Linked DNA regions of Danio rerio: all the other regions are linked to region 1. The links are chromatin contacts, called in public HiCAR-type and Micro-C maps. All regions are on one chromosome and are shown on one strand. The core of a region is the stretch at or near the end of the contact, and the rest is flanking DNA. Distances in the headings are between cores, read along the strand shown. Region 1 holds the start of gpr18 (G protein-coupled receptor 18). Region 2 overlaps tbc1d4 (TBC1 domain family, member 4). Region 3 holds the start of klf5b (Kruppel like factor 5b).

What was found. Hi-C and Micro-C count contacts between places; a contact is called where the count stands out from the background. HiCAR-type assays count read pairs that join an accessible place to other places.
Region 2: a Micro-C map of caudal fin shows a contact between it and region 1, with 6 times the contacts expected there. The contact joins the enhancer-like site here to the promoter of gpr18 in region 1. A contact is called at or near these places in 6 of 18 Hi-C or Micro-C datasets (caudal fin, embryo, fibroblasts and 2 more).
Region 3: a contact with region 1 is called in a HiCAR-type map of caudal fin, with 7 times the contacts expected there. The contact joins the promoter of klf5b here to the promoter of gpr18 in region 1. A contact is called at or near these places in 6 of 18 Hi-C or Micro-C datasets (caudal fin, embryo, fibroblasts and 1 more) and 1 of 4 datasets of contacts at active chromatin or transcription factors (caudal fin).

Annotation. Positions count from the first base shown.
Region 1 is chr9:32,770,726-32,774,602 of GRCz12tu, forward strand. gpr18 (G protein-coupled receptor 18) reads right to left here and starts at 1,785. Exons shown (of 2, transcript XM_005167779.5): 1 at 1,659-1,785. The region is part of intron 1 of LOC137496481 (a long non-coding RNA gene); the gene reads left to right.
Region 2 is chr9:32,308,761-32,312,637 of GRCz12tu, forward strand. It overlaps tbc1d4 (TBC1 domain family, member 4), which reads left to right. Exons shown (of 20, transcript XR_012385473.1): 16 at 2,181-2,340; 17 at 2,480-2,649. Among named protein-coding and RNA genes, the nearest start is that of tbc1d4, 48 kb to the left of the region's middle. Within about 2 kb of position 2,206, at least 3 of the 62 cell types and tissues checked have an H3K27ac peak or open chromatin away from gene starts, as enhancers often do. A contact at or near this core is called in caudal fin, where this site is marked.
Region 3 is chr9:32,484,764-32,488,640 of GRCz12tu, forward strand. It overlaps klf5b (Kruppel like factor 5b), which reads right to left and starts at 1,871. Exons shown (of 4, transcript XM_683433.11): 1 at 1,628-1,871; 2 at 1-464. The coding sequence starts at 452.

The DNA.
Region 1 (3,877 bases), core at 535-3,034:
TAAAAACTTAATTTGGACACATTTGTGGGTGATTTCTCAATATTTCAAAAAAAAAAAAAAAATTCAAATTATTTTTTCAATTTGATTTTCAAATTGTTTTTTTTTTTTCAGCCAAATTTTGGAATCTGCCAGTTTGGAAGCTTGCCTTAGAGCACAAGGATACCTGAATTATCTGCACTGACAATGAAGGGTCCTTGGTTTGAAATGTATTTGTGTGTCAGCAGTGTGCCAATTATCTCAGTGTATATTTATAACCGACTTTAACAGTAGTTTTCTTTTTTTTTCAGAATAACTAGAATAGTAACATAGAAACTATTTTAAATTTCACTTAAATAGAAACAAACCTTCTAAATAAATATATATTTCTTTCCTATGTAAAAAATAAAAAATACATTGAAACAGCATGAGGATAAATAGATCTGAGATAGGTTGGGTATCCAAAATCTATGCTCAAGTAAAAGTACAAGTACTTAAAGTAACAATCTTAAAAGTTACTCAATAAGAGTAAAAAAGTATCTGATGACAAAATTACTCAAGTAAATAGTAAATAGTTACTAGTTTATATATATATATATATATATATATATATATATATATATATATATATATATATATATATATATATATAATGTATATTTATGTGGCTAAAATAAAAGCAGTTTTTAATGTTTTTAAAGCCATTTTAAGGTCAATATTTTTAACCTGCTTAAGCAATTTTTGTATTGTCTACAGAACAAACCATCATTAATGATTTGCCTAATTACGCTAACTTGTCAAATTAACCTAGTTAAGCCTTTAAATGTTACTTTAAGCTGAATACTATATCTTGAAAAATATCTAGTAAAATGTTATTTACTGTCATTATAGCAAAGATGTGTTGTGTTGATAATTTTCTTTCTGTTAAACAGAAATTGAGGTAAAATATAAAGAAGGCTAATATGTTATGTTTATATATTATAATGTTTAAATGTTACATTTGTAATGATTAAGAGTTGGAATGAATTATTTGCAGGGCTAATCAGTTGTTTCATTAAACAGCAGTTTCTTTAGTTACTATTAATAAGGTTCAAGGTGGGAAAATATTGACACCACTACGTGTTTTTCAGGTTGGAGCTGTAATTCATGTATATGTTGGAATGTCTGTTCGATGTACAACATATATCGCATTATCAAACTATTCTTGTTGACATCTTGGAGTGAAAATTTTAACTCCAGTAAATGTAACAAAGTAAATGTAATTTGTTACTACTCGCCTCTGGACAAGATAAATACAGAATTGTCGCTTTTACTTCATTTGACTTTTTAGGGTTAGTGAAATTGGCAAGAAATAAAAAGAAGAGAACTGAATAAGAATAAGAATACAAAAACACAAGTGTGAGTATAGTCAGTAAAAAAGGCAACAAAATGTGAAATATTAATATTAGTCAATTATACCAAAACTTTAACATTTCTAAGTCTCACAAAACTCAGTGCAAAATCATTTTACTTCAACAAATCTAAATCGGTCTACTAACAGTTCAGTTAACTTTATATAGAAACCACATTTGACCAACAATATAATACAGTGCAAACTTCTGAAATGACAGCCGGTTTTGACACCTGCTGTTTTACAGTTATCAAATTTAGTTCTACAAAGCACAACAGTCAAATATACGAACCTCAAAGATCCATCGTGTTGGCATCGTAACTGTTCTGAGGGCTGTATGAGTGACGACTATGTGCCATTGCTGCCGAGCTTCGATCTAACAAAGAGGAAGTTATGAAGCCAATGTCTTTATTTAGATTAGAATTTTTCTTTTGGTTTCTGTGAAGCCCCTTTACTTCCTGTAATGCGTGTACTGGTGGAGAAAATATCTCCGATGCAAACGGTATGTCATATGCAGTTTGAGAGCGCTGGAGAAGTATAGATGTGACAGGTTTGGGTGCTGGTTATTGATTGGGAAAATAGGGTTTGTCACACAGCATTAGCTCTCTTGGGAGCAGCACACAGCAGGTGGCAACAGAAGGCATCTGGTGTTGAAGAGTTTTAATTAAACACAGGATGCTGAGGTTGTTGGTGTATAAACAGGAAATGAGATCTTTGTAATGTTGGTTTGAGACGGCAGCTCATCTTACGATCACAAGATGAGCAAGAGAATGGTGTAGACCTGACCAGGCAAAACAATTTATCTTTTCTGATTCAATTACTATGGCCGAGGTCAACCGGCTATCTGAAAGTATTCAGTATGATTGTTGCCTTTGCCACATTTGTTCAGACGTAATTATGATAAAGCTGTTTTGATATTGCATGCGAGAAAAAATAATATTATTATGGCTGCCATTTACTGCATAGTTGCTCCTGAAATAAATCATCTCTTCATTTGCTCACATTCATGTGTATCCATCCATACCTGCATTACTTTCCTTTTTCCAAAGACATATTTACACAGCAAGTAAAGGCTGCTTTGTGAATTTTAAAATTCAGTTTAAAGACACTATGCAATGATGCCTGCTCTGACCCACTTAAGCCAAGTTTTTTGCACCAGCCAGTCAAAACATTTTTGTGGGTAGTTTAGAGGTTTCGTTTCTCTGAAAAGGGACAAAAAATGAACTAGCAGAATATCACAAAGCAAAACAGAAAATGTATAGATGCTGCCTTCGTTTGGACCGCAGAACACAATTGTGCACTCAAAGTTTTTTTCTTGCTTATTAATCTTGATTATTAATCAATTAAGTTAACTTAACAAATTTAAGTGGATTGAGCACATACTAATTTTGCTGTTTTGAACAAATCTTAATAATTGTGTTATTTGAGTTTATTTTTAAGCGAAATTTTACAAATTTCAAGAGGAGCTCAGGATATGATTGATCTGTATTTTTCATCCGTAATCAGTAATAGTCTAATCACATTGATTCAAGTTTACAATAAATAGACAGATTTTGCCCTACTACCTTAATTTTGAAAGAATCCCCCCTTCCAACCCATCTCCTCATTTTCCTCCCTATACCAGGGGGAGCTCTCGAAACCTACCATGATCTCGGACTGCTTTCTATGCTTATTGATAATCTCTGAGCTCTCTCAGCATGCTAAACCTGCTAATAGCATCAACCAATATAAGTGTAAACTCCTAAAATAAGTAGTTTGAAGTGATGTGTGACAGCACAGAATTTTTCACAGTATTTCCTATAATATTGTTTTCTTCTGGGAAACAGTCTTATTTTTGGGGGGCTAAAATAAAAGCAGTTTTGCATTTCTTAAACCATTTTATTGGCAATATTATTACTTTCCTTAAGCAAGTTTTTTTATTGATTTGTCTAACAAACCATCATTATACAATTCATTCATTCATTCATTTTCTTGTCGGCTTAGTCCCTTTATTAATCTGGGGTCGCCACAGCGGAATTAACCGCCAACTTATCCAGCAAGTTTTTACATATGGGATGCCCTTTTAGCCGCAACCCAGCTCTGGGAAACATAAAACACACATATTCACACACACAATCATACACTTTGGACAATTTAGCCTACCCAATTCACCTGTACTGCATGTTTTTGGACTGTGGGGGAAACCGGAGCACCCGGAGGAAACCCACGAGAATGCAGGGATGACATGCAAACTCCACACAAAACGGTAACTGCGCCAAGGCTCGACCCAGCGACCTTTTTGCTGTGAGGCGACAGCACTATACTGCGCCACTGCATCGCCTCATTATACAATGATTTGCCTAATTACCCTAACTTACCTAATTAACCTAGTTAAGCCTTTAAACTTCACTTTAAACTGAATAGTACCTTTTTTAAAAATCTAGTAAAATATTATTTACTGCCATCATGGCAAAGATATTAGAAAATTAAAGTTAAAGAATAGTTATTTAAAATTAGTTATTAAAACTATTA
Region 2 (3,877 bases), core at 956-3,455, 460 kb before region 1:
GACCAAATTAAAATGCAGAAAAATCTTCTTTTTTTTGCCTCTTTTTTTGAAACATTCTTGTTTTAACAATGCTAAAATCTTGCTTAATTAATGTGTGGTGTAATGCTACAGTACATCCACACAAACTATGCTTATTTCATATAATTTAAATAAAATCCACTATAGCAAGACACATCATCATAGTGGCTATAAGTAGGTTGGATCCCATGTGTAGATTTCATGTTTAGACAAATACAAATTCCTCTTTTCTAAAACAATATTGCAAAGTGCAATGGAGAACTTTTGTTTTTGCACATTGATGCAACCACACCAATAGGTGAGGGCGTGGGGGGATATATCCCCTTCACTTTTAAAGAAAAAACATTTAGAAATAGGTCATTAATAATCATTCATTCATAGTTTTTTTTTTGGCTTAGTCTCTTTATTAATACGGGGTCGCAACAGCGGAATGAACCGCCAACTTATCCAGCACATGTTTTACGCAGTGGATGACCTTTCAGCTGCAACCTATCTCTGTGAAACATCTATACACACTCATTCACACTCATACACTACGGACAAATTAGCCTACCCAATTCACCTACAGTGCAAGTCTTTGGACTGAAACCTTTGAACCGGAGCACCTGGAGGAAACCCATGCGAACGCAGGGAGAACATGCAAACTCCACACAGAAACGGCAACTGACCCAGCCGAGGCTCGAACCAGCGACCTTCTTGCTGTGAGGTGACAGCACTACCTACTGCGCCACTGCATGGCCTTGATCAATAATTATATGAACTTAAACTTTTGGATGTCATTCTGCTGCCCCCCCACCACCTTTTAAAATGTCAGCTACGCCCCTGACAATAGGTGTCAGTATAATGCTCAAAGCAAACAATTTTGTATCATTCAAAACAATGTCTTTACAGGAAATTATCCTATTTCGAAGTGAAATATCTAATGTTTTAGTGTATAAATAAAACAGTCCCTTTTTATTCGCGTGAGTTACTTTCTGAAAAAAGCCAAATTCGCAATTGGCAAAATCCTCAAAGTAGTCAGCTTAATTTTTTTACAATTATTATAGGTGTTTTAAGGATGTAAAACCCCTCACTTGACAATTTATACACTTTTCTCAAAAAGGCATTAACATTTTCACCATTTTTCTCTTGTTTAAACACTCTCAAAGTTCAAACCTTCATAGAAAAATCCAGTATAATAGAATGAAACAGAGATCAAAACCATTTATTTACTCCATAATGGCGTCCTACAGCTGCATAACTTCTTCCTTCATTTAGTACAGTATGTCCAGAAGTTCAACTTTTTGTGCGATGGTTAGCATCTTCCTTTGTCTTTTGGGTGCTACTACAAGTGCCTTTGACGGTGCAGCACGTTTCATCGACAATGTGAATGGGAGAAAACTTGCAAACATACAGTCCAGCACCTCAGTCACACTGATAGCGATCGAAGATTTATGTAAATTTGGCAAGCTGAACGCATTCTGTACTGTACAGGAGACACGACATAGTGGAGATTGATTGACAGTGGTCTACTGCCAATCAGGACGCAGAATTCAGTGCACTGATCAGGATGCAGAACACAATGCGCTGAAGAAAAAAAGCATGTCAAGTTGCATGAAAAAAATCTGCGAAACTGAGGCTGTGAAAAGTAAACAGCGTTGGCCTCTTATTTATGTGTGAAGTTATCATTATTATTATGTAATACTTTATGTGTTTATCAATATAGTAGTCTGATGTGGCAGCAAGTAAACAAACAAACAAACAAAAAGATGACATTTTATTGGTGGTTTTTATTCAAGTTTTTGCATCCACACCACTAGGTGTCAGTATTAATAAAACACACTTGTAATAATGTTACCTTAAAATAAGAAATATATGTAAATATTTTTCAAAAAAAAAAAAAAATTATTACTCACTGTAAATTCCTTTCTCACGATATAGAGAAAGAGTGTATTTGTAATCAGCATGAACACACATTTGCTCAAGCAGCAAGCAAACAGCCGTCTCCACCTCTTGTGCACCATTTCCTCGTCAGCTGTTAGTGGTTATTCATCATCAGATGTGCCAATCTTTAATCCCCTGAGAGAAAGCCTGCCTCAGCCAGTCACATTGCAGCCCGTTTAAAGTTCAACCCTCTAAAGTGTGAGTACATTTCTTCTCTCTCTCTCTCTCTTTCTCTGTAGATCCAGATGTACCAGCTGTCCCGTCTGCTGCACGACTATCACCGTAACCTGTACTCCCACCTGGATGAGCACGAGATCTGTCCCAGCCTGTATGCCGCACCCTGGTTTCTTACTCTCTTCGCCTCTCAGTTCCCACTCGGCTTTGTGGCCCGTATTTTTGGTATTTTTTATACTCATACCTGAACTAATGCAATGTATGTGATTATAAATGCATAATGGGTGTTGAAATTCAGATGTTTTACACTTGTTGTGGATGGCCTTTGACACTTTTGTGTGTGTGTGTGTGTGTCTTGTGTCAGACCTTCTGTTTGTGCAAGGCACAGAGGTGATTTTTAAGGTGGCGCTGTGTTTGCTGAGCAGCCACGAGGGAGAGATACTGGAATGCGACAGCTTTGAAAGTATTGTGGACTACCTTAAATCTACCATCCCTACCCTCACTCACAGCCAGATGGAGGAGATCATCACTAAGGTACTTTAAAAATAAAACAAACTTTACACCTGTGTATCTGAAGCTTTGTGTTGGAGCAATCATTTATCAACAAATCTATATTTATATGTAAGTATTGATGTTAATGTGTTACACAGGGAGGTGGACATTTTATTGTGTGTTTTTTTTTTAAATAAAATGTTTGTGAATGCAGGAAAGTGTTTGTTTTAGATCCTGTTAGCCTTTCTGATTACACTTTGCAAATATAACAGCTTTCGTTTGTTTGCACTTTTGCTGTTTATTTCGATCATATGAGGTAAATGCGAACAATACTTCTAAAGAAGTTATTAATTAAATTTCTGAATAATTTCTTTAATTACCAAGACATTATTTACAACCAAAATATATGTATTTCTTAATATTTTTCAATGGTGGTTGGCTAGTGTTAGTATTATGTTCTATGTTTTGGTGTTTTTTAATACCAAATTTTACCAAATGTCTATATTAGGGGTGTAAAGGTTCACAAAAATCATGGTTCGGTTTGATACGGCACACGGATGTCACGGTTTGGTATGTTTTCGATACAGCAAAAAAGAAAAAAGCCAGAGGATTTCTCGGATTTAATTTTTTTTATGTATTAAAACTAACATCACAAAAGTATGATCTTGTTTTTTATTTTATTTTACTTTAAACAGAGATAAAGCTGTACTTCTGGGGTTTCTGCTTAGCAGCAAATAAAACAAATCCTTCTTTATACTCAAAAACAAAAAATCTGCTTATATAAAAATTGTAGTAAATATTGTAGTAGTTAAACAAATAAAAAGAAAAGAATAATTTAGTTTTTATATGGAACTCAGTTTCAATCTATTTTTAAGTAATTTTTTATTTTTAGAAAGATGAGTGTGCACCTTTTCTTCAGACAGCATAGATCTGCTTGATTTGGCGGTCGGTCACCTGCCATTTTAGTGGATCTGAAAGCAGGATTTATCTGCCTAAAATGGTCTTATGAAGGAATAATGTAACGGGGCTCTATCACATTTAACATTTTCTGAAAATCTCCAAATTTCCACTACTGATTAAGGTCTCGCAGGGCTCGAAAATTAGCCTTTTTCTTGGTAGCACCAGTGTTCTTAACTTAAAAAATTAGGTGCACCAGACAAAATTTAGTCACACCCACCAAATATTATGAGCACCGTTACTACACGTTTTATATTAACAGATTCTATTATATATTAACAACCTAATCACAACTAAGAATTAAAGAAAAATC
Region 3 (3,877 bases), core at 621-3,120, 290 kb before region 1:
TTATACGTTGACATGGGAGGGCATGTGGCATTGTGGGAATCTGTGCAAGAGTGCCCTCCAGGCACATTGGGCTCCAGATCTGAATTCAACAGCTGAAACAGTGGAACGTCTTGAAATTCAATGGATGGCGTCTCGTGCTTGATGTAAACATTACTACCTGTTTCCGGAGCTGGAGTGTAGAGGTTTGTGTACTCTTGATGGGTCATGGTGGGTGCAACGGTGCCATGGCAGCTGGAGTAGTTGAACGATGAATGTATGGGTTCAGTCTTTATCTGCGGCCCCACAGACCTCACGGTTCTACACATGCCGGTTCGTAGGTAGGTGACGTCAGGTAAGAAAACATTCATGTTTATGCTATATGGTGTGCCTTGGTCCATTGTAAAAGTATTGTCTTGACAATACTTCTTATGGTCTGACAATGCATGAAACTGAGGTGGCAGGTATCCATCCATTTCTCGGCAGATCTGAGGAACAGAAAAAACTGTTATAACAAGCCTGAATACTCACCAATAATCATTAGAAATGTAGAATAAAGTAACGTTTAGTTGGTTAGCATGGTCCTATTAGATCAGGGGTGTCCACTGTCCAAAGTAAGTGTCCTGCAGATTTTAGTTCCAGCTTATCTCAACATATCTGCAGGGATGTTTCTAGAAAGCCTAGTAAGAGCTTGATTAGCCAGCTCAGGTGATTCTGATTGGGGTTGGAACTAAACCTTCCAGGACACCGGCACTCCAGGACCGAGTTTGGGCACCCTTGTATTAGATGGTAGCTAATTTAATATACAGTAAATCTTACAGAATTCCACCAAATTTAAAGTTGTACAAAATCATTATAGTTTTACTGTTCATACACTCTTTTAAAGTGTTCAGATGAAAGTTTTTGTATTCTGATGGTATCATCTGTATTGTAATGATGCTTTCTGGTCATTAGTCAGGTGCTGTTTACAGCTGATTGGCTCAAAACATGGCATATTTCCAGCTAATAATCTGCTATTGACACATAAATGCTAATGTACACGTTTCGCCACTGAATACATGTGTAGCTTTTTGGCAGAAATCCTCTAAGCTTCCTAGTAACAATGCAGAATTCTTGAGACTTACAAAACAAGTTCAGAGAAACGCTTGTTTAACCTGACAGATTTTTGTCCATTATGTTCACATGTACAGTAAATCCACTCTCAAACTTGTTCAAATTCCTGTAATTTTCAGGGCAACAAGTAGACTTGTTTGCATCTCTGAATACACAGGCTTTTTGCTATCTTACACCGAAGAAGGAACCCCATTACATGCGCTCTCTCTCTCTCTCTCTCTCTCTCTCTCTCTCTCTCTCTCTTTCTCTCTGCCATCCATAAACTAGGAAATACTCCATCTGAATTTAGAGCCTACAGCTGCTCTGCTGTTATGGAGTTTTCAGATTAAGGTCAGTGCAGAGTGCACAATTCATCCAGCATGCTCATACACATATACAGTAAAACACCATTTGAAAACATTTCTATAAAATGTAAGCTGTGCAGCCGATCATATTACAGTGCGTTTTAGATCAAATGCATAAATAACACAAGCGTTTCGGAAAGCATGGCACCCAGCACTGTTTACCAATGTAACATGCAATTACAGATCGACTCTACCAGAATGTGATGCTTTGATGGAGTGTCATTAAATCCACTGTAACCGTCCCCTCTCTCTCTCTCTCTCTCAATGCCTCGCTCAGATCTTAGAGGTGTTTTATCCTAGCCGTGGATCCTGCTCAACAAAGCGTTGCCCATAACCGCATGTCCTCCGCTGAAATCAACTGGAGATCACGTCATTCAATATGCCGCAAATAAGCACAACACGACAGACAGCCAGAGATGTCAAGCGCTTTACGCGTTTGACAAGACAAATTACGCAACTGCCTCGTTTCAATGCCTCAAAACGGGGCGGGGCTTTATCATCATGCATTTAATAATTTATCCAAACAGGTTTTCAGGATCTCTAATAGTCTTGTTAAAGATAACCCTGCAAAACGTGATTTAGCTCATTTTTGTATGTAATAACAGTGGCTGCTGGATGACAGAACTTTACCATGGTGACTTTATGTGCTACCTGAAATAAAACAACCTACAGTAAGAGCGTTATTAAAATGTTTGTTATGAGGTAGCCTACTTGATGTTAATCAAATGTGCACCCTTCAACAACTTTGGACAATAAAAAACTAGAGTTTGAAACAAACACCATATAGGCTGTCATTTTATAATACACGACACCTAGCCTAAAAATAGGCTATAGTAATTATGAAGAAAAATATAAACTGCTTATTAAACAAGGGTAGCAAAAAATAAGACATATCTAAATAAATACATAAATCTATAATCAAAATACACAGGCCCGGATTAAGAACTCAGGGGCCCCTGGGCACATTGTCTTGTAAGGCCCCCTACCTGGCCGCACCCCTATAGTTGCATTTAAAAAATAAGAATAATATAATATTTTTTAAATAAAATGAATCTATAATTTGTTGCCCACAAATTTAAATAAATGATATATAGTACATATGCATTTATAGTCTACAAAGATTTAAATTATTTTTCAAAGCATTAAATAAAATACTAATAAAACTACATATATATATATATATATATATATATATATATATATATATATATATATATATATATATATATATATATATATACAGTTGAAGTCAGAATTAATAGCCCCCTTTCAATTTTTTCTTCTTTTTTAAAATATTTCCCAAATGGTTTTTAACAGAGCAAGGAAATTTTCACAGTATGTCTGATAATATTTTTTCTTCTGGAGAAAGTTTTATTTTTTATATTTTTTTGCTAGAATAAAAGCAGTTTTTAATTTTTTAAAAACCATTTTGGGACAAAATTATTAGCCCCTTTAAGCTAATTTTTTTTCAATAGTCTAGAGAACAAACCATCATTATGCAATAACTTGCCTAATTACCCTAACCTGCCTAGTTCACCTATTAATCTAGTTAAGCCTTTAAATGTCAATTTAAGCTGTATAAAAGTGTCCTGAAAAATATCAAGTAAAAAATAATTTACTGTCATCATGGGAAAGATAAAATAAATCTTTTATTAGAAATAAGTTTTTAAAACTATTATGATTAGAAATGTGCAAAAACAAAATAAACAGGGGTAATAATAATACAGGGGGGCTAATAATTCTGACTTTAACTGTGTATATATATATATATATATATATATATATATATATATATATATATATATATATATATATATATATATATATATATATATTTTTTTTTTTTTTTTTTTTAAGGGTATTTTAATGTATTGCTTTTACAAACTTATAAAGCATATTATTGCCATGGCATATAACGCACAATGCTTCTCCAATCCAGTTCTATGAATCTGAGTCTTTCATAATACAAACACTGATTTACTCTCTCTCTCCTCTCCCTGTATTTTCTCTACTCTTCTCGTGATAAAGACTTGATTATAAACCTAAAAGTATCCGAAATCACACACACTATACCTCTTCTCTCCTGTCTCTCTCCTCTTCTGGGCCTTTTTCTCTCTCTCTCTCCCTCTCTCTCTCCTTTTCTGTCTGTCTCTCACACGATGAATCCAGTCCGCGCTGCGCTGCCGTTAGCCTCCTCCGCCTGGTTAATGCTAGCTTCTCATCATTTAAAGTTACCATAACGTCTTCTTCTGTACCCTCATTCTCCTGATCACGGGTCTGTTTAAAGATGGTGTGTATGGAAAATGCCTCAATAAAGATGCCTCCTCTCCTCTTTCTCTCGCGTTTGCTAAATCCACTTGTCCACTCATTTTTGATCTATGACAGATATAACGTTACACTAAAGTCCGCTCAGTTTAGTGCGGGTTATTACAAAACTGACGTTT